Regions from separate parts of the Mus musculus genome. Here region 2 is linked to region 1. Evidence: chromatin contacts called from public Hi-C data. All regions are on one chromosome and are shown on one strand. Each heading gives the region's core, a stretch centred on a gene start, on an enhancer-like site or on the middle of the called end of the contact. The rest is flanking DNA. Distances are from core to core; before and after follow the strand shown.

What was found. A called contact is a pair of places that touch in the nucleus more often than the background predicts.
Region 2: a contact with region 1 is called in a Hi-C map of bone marrow-derived macrophages, with 18 read pairs. The contact joins two enhancer-like sites. A contact is called at or near these places in 1 of 15 datasets of contacts at CTCF or cohesin (pro-B cells), 4 of 484 Hi-C or Micro-C datasets (the HL-1 cell line, adipose-derived mesenchymal stem cells, bone marrow-derived macrophages and 1 more) and 1 of 115 datasets of contacts at active chromatin or transcription factors (large pre-B cells).

What each region holds. Positions count from the first base shown.
Region 1 is chr12:118,993,000-118,995,513 of GRCm38.p6, reverse strand. No RefSeq gene overlaps it. Among named protein-coding and RNA genes, the nearest start is that of Abcb5, 28 kb to the right of the region's middle. Within about 2 kb of position 1,258, at least 26 of the 459 cell types and tissues checked have an H3K27ac peak or open chromatin away from gene starts, as enhancers often do. A contact at or near this core is called in bone marrow-derived macrophages, where this site is marked.
Region 2 is chr12:119,482,876-119,485,389 of GRCm38.p6, reverse strand. No RefSeq gene overlaps it. Among named protein-coding and RNA genes, the nearest start is that of Macc1, 41 kb to the right of the region's middle. Within about 2 kb of position 1,254, at least 41 of the 459 cell types and tissues checked have an H3K27ac peak or open chromatin away from gene starts, as enhancers often do. A contact at or near this core is called in bone marrow-derived macrophages, where this site is marked.

The DNA.
Region 1 (2,514 bases), core at 9-2,508:
GAGCCATTGACAAGTTTACAACATTAGGAGTTTTAAACTCCATCCATTGCAGAATGTGCAATCGAAAGCATGTGTCATGGGACAATAGTTGTTTGGTTTGTCCTTCCACAGCTCCTGCCACACCATACTTCTTTGAGATTATAGTTGATGTTCTCTTACCTCCTTAGCAATGCTTGTGCTCCTTAGAGCCCCTCCCTAGATTCTTCCACTTTACCACTTATCATCAATTCTCTTAAAATGCAACCTCAATCACATCACTTCATTTCAGAGACAGGATCAGTAGAAAATAAGCTCAAGGCCTCTGTTTTTTGTAATCCACTATAATCTGTCTTTCGACTCCCATAGTGGACTCCCACTCTTTCTCAGATCAATCTCCCTTGCCCAAACTTTATCTTTACTCTAGGACTCATACCCTGCCACCTCCCTAGGGTGACCTACTTGAGTTTTCCCTACCCTGTTCCTACTCCTCCATTAGAACACCACCTATGTCCCACTCTGTGGATTTCCATAGAGTTTCCATGCATCTCTCCATGTGACCTCAGAGCTCTTGTTTCCTATGCCTTAACCAGTTCTACATAAATGTACAAGTCTGTGATTCTGTAATTGTTTACATCAGTTCAGCTTGCTTCTCTAGAGCCAAATACAAGTTCCCTGTAGGCAGGAAACATATGTTTTAGGTCTGGAATGCCATTTGCAACTCTTTACTAAAGAATAAACATCAGAGACAATGTCAAGACTACACTGACACTTGGTTTATCCAGAGATGGCACAACTCTATTTTGTAAGCAACAGTGATATCTAGTGGTCAGAATGCTGCATAACTTCTTCAGATGAAGGCAATGAGACATGAATAAAAAAAAAGTTATTACAGATATTTAATGGAGCCAAATTATCCCCATAAACCATGAATGTTTATGAAGGGATTTCAAACATAGATTTATGTGCTCTGCCTGCCTGGTTGCTTTCTCCCTCTCCTGTAGCCCAGTGGCCCACAGAAATGCTGAAGTTTCCCTGCCTGCTTCTTACAAACCACAACTTCCCTTTCCCGTAGAAGATCACCAGAAGTTTTTGTGACAATTATGTGACTTTTAACTTTCTACTTCCTGTACAGATAGAGGTTAATGTGAAAAATATTTGTTTTGGATATAAAATATGTAATTGAGGAAGAAACTTGAGATAGGAACTACGATAGGCAAAGGACAAACTCATTTCAAAGCTCAGTGTGAGAATGACCATGTGCACAAAGCAAAGCTGGTAGACTGTGGCATCTGAGGGACATGGGATCAAATGTCAAGTTTTCCCACTGAAGCCATGTGGTTGTTATGACAGCCTGATCTCTGGGGCTCAATTTCCTCATCCCAAACAAGGATGACAGACATCTTCCAAAGCCACTGAGGGGTGGGAGGTGAGTGCAATAGAACACTTTATAATAAAATTCTGAGCTGAAGCAGTCAAAAAATGATAGAGACAACTATTGTTACTGCTCTATTATTTACTAGGGATAATAAGCCCTCTTCTTCCCTGTCTGACATTTTTAAAACAAAATTCCTGGTTTTTAGAGTTAGAATTGTCACTAAATAATTCTAATACTAATTAAATTACCTCGTGTCTCCTGGTCTTACTTATTGTTGCAAAATAATGAATTTGCAAAAACTACTTAAAATGTCTGAAAATGAAATGGGAATTCTAATCTCTAAAACTCAAAATGGAGGAGGAGGAAGAGGAAGAAGAGGAAGAGAGGAAGAAGAGTGACAGATAATAATTATTTCTGTAACACTTGGAAAAACAATATATTTAGCTCATGTCTTAATTAGACATAGGTTTACTATTGCTATGACTGAACACCATAACCAAAAGTGGATTGGAAGGGAGCTATTTGGCTTACTTACATTTCCATTTTGTACTCTGTCATTGAAGTAAATCAGGGCAGGAACCTGGATACAGAACCTGATAGAGAGGTCATGGAGGAGTGCTTGCTCTAAATGGCTTGCTCAGACTTCTTTCTTCATGGAACCCAGGACCACTAACCCAAAAATAGCACCATCCTCACTGAACTGGGCCCACTAATATCAATCACTTTAAAAATGCCCTACAGGCTTGCCTATGGCCTAGCAGCATTTTCTCAATTGAGGTTCCCTCCTCTCTGATAACTCTAGCTTGTGTCAAATCCGACATAAAATTATCCAGCATACTCAGGGAACCTGTATCTGAGAAAATTAAAAATGAGGCTATGTAAAGAAATGCAAACAAGCATATTACAAACACCCTGCAAGCATTGTGCATATTTTTCTTGCTCCCTGTGGGAAGAGTGTGAATAACAATTGCCCCTTTAAAATGTGTTTTGTTTAGAAAACATCACCAGTCAACCTTTTTAACATAAAGAATATTGTATATAATGGTTTCCTTTCCCATTATTCTCATGAATGAGGTTAAAAATAATCTCAAATGTATAACTCCACAGATTGTCAACAGTAAGGAGCATCCTAGTTATGTTTAACCATCAACTTGACACAG
Region 2 (2,514 bases), core at 5-2,504, 490 kb before region 1:
GTTTTTGAGAGGACTGAGCCACAGTCACAGAAGCTGACACTTCTGGGAGGAGGAGAAAGAAAACAAAACAATACACTATTATTTCATAAAGCTGACAATATGTAAACTTGCTTATGCCACAAATATTTTCATCTTTTCAAACTGATAGTGATTAGAAACATGACAGTGTGCTCTAGCTCACCTCTGTCCTGTAAAGGTTTGTATTACATATGTCCTAGTGTCCTATATCTCCTTTTTTTCCCACTTACGAATGCCATTTATTTTTTCTTTTTTTAAATTTTTATAAATATTTTTATTACGTATTTTCCTCTATTACATTTCCAATGCTATTCCAAAAGTTCCCCCATACCCTCCCCCCGACTCCCTTACCCAACCATTCCCACTTTTTGGCCCTGGCATTCCCCTGTACTGGGGCATATAAAGTTTGCCTGTCTAGTGGGCCTCTCTTTCCAGTATGGCCGACTAGGCCATTTTTTGATACATATGCAGCTAGAGTCAAGAGCTCCAGGGTACTGGTTAGTTCATAATGTTGTTGCACCTACAGGGTTGCAGATCTCTTTAGCTCTTTGGATACTTCTCTAGCTCCTCCATTGGGGACCCTGTGATCCATCCAATAGCTGACTGTGAGCATCCACTTATGTGTTTGCTAGGCCCCGGCCTAGTCTCACAAGAGACAGCTATATCAGGGTCCTTTCAGCAAACGTTTGCTAGTGTATGCAATGGTGTCATTGTTTGGAGGCTAATTATGGGATGGATCCCAGGATATGGCAGTCTCTAGATGGTCCATCCTTTTGTCTCAGCTCCAAACTTTGTCTCTGTAACTCCTTCCATGGGTGATTGACTTGCAAAACACATGAAACTGTCCTATATCTCCTGTTTGTGGATTGTTTGTTTGAGTTTTGAGACAGAAACCCACTGCAATGACCTAACTCTGGCTGTCCTGGAACTGCAATATAGTCCAGGCTGGCCACACACTCACAGAGAACCATCTGTGTTCGCTTCCCACATGCTAGATTTAAAGGTGTGTGCCACCATCCCCAGTTCCATTTCATGTCTGAATACTGATTTTGCAGCCTCTTGTACTGCATCCATTACAGACTGCTTGCTTAGCTCAATAAACTTGCTATATTTGGCCTGTGTCTGGAGCTACAAAACTGATAAAATACAAAGTTTAGTCACAAACCTATGATGCACCGTTTCCTTATTTGCAGAGCATAGGCTAAAAATGGAAGTATTTTACCACAATTAGGGAAGCAATTGTCATTCTGAAACTTCTTGTGGGTCATGAGCTTCTCCGTTCAGGTATCATCATGTTTGGGTTTGTATCAGAATGCCCCAAAACTTGTGTATTAAAACTTTGGTTGCCAAGTGACAGGTTTTTTGGAGTTGACTGGGTCATGTGAGTATGACTCCATCCGATAATTTGATTGTATTGCTGGAAGGTCATAGTGAAGTACCGTGATGTTCAGCTTTACCATGGGTAGAGAGACATTGACATTGTCATTAAACTCTGACATTGTGAGACACACCTTTCCTCTCTCTAAACTATTTTTCTCAAGTATTTGTCACAGAAAAAAAGATTGTCTAAAACATGACTGGAGTCATGCTTGTGTAACATGTAATAAAGTCTAAATAAGCATTCTAAGTAAAAGACTGAATAGATAGATATGTGTGCTTCAGGTGATGTGGCATATACCCAAGGAATATCATGTAAGCAGTGGATATCAAGGCATAGGAAAGTCATGTAGGTAGTGGAGAGTCAGAAAACTATTTGAAATAAAGAAAAATTTAGAGCACAGCTTAACGAGGAAATGTTTAAACAATTGAGAGAATAGTTATATCTAAACGTCTAGAGGAAGCACTTTCAAAAGCAGTTTCTTACCAACTACAAAAACCATAAAAATAGGGAAGCTTCATATTGATGTTCCTCCTATGAGACTTCAGACACCTCAGCTCCTTGGGTACTTTCTCTAGCTTCTTCATTGGGGACCTTGTGCTCCATCCAATGGGTGGTTGTGAGCATCCATTTCTGTATTTGCCAAGCACTGGCAAAGGCCCTCAGGAGACAGTTATATCAGGCTCCTGTCAGCAGGTTCTTGTTGGCATCTGCCGTAGTGTCTGGGTCTGGTGGTTGTTTGTGGGATGGATCCCCAAGTGGGGCAGTTTCTGTATGGTCGTCCTTCAGACTCTGCTCTGTCTCTGTAACTCCTTCCATGGGTATTTTGTTCCCTCTTCTAAGAAGGATTCTGAACTTCTGGGCTAATATCCACTTCTCAGTGAGTGCATATCATGTGTGTTCTTTTGTGATTGGGTTACCTCACTCAAGATGTCCTCCAGATCCATCCATTTGTCTAAAAATTCCATAAACTAATTGTTTTAAATAGCTGAGTAGTACTCCATTGTGTAAATGTACCACATTTTCTGTATCCATTCCTTTGTTGAGGGACATCTGGCTATTATAAATAAGGCTGCTATGAACATAGTGGAGCATGTGCCTTTATTAGATGTTGGAGC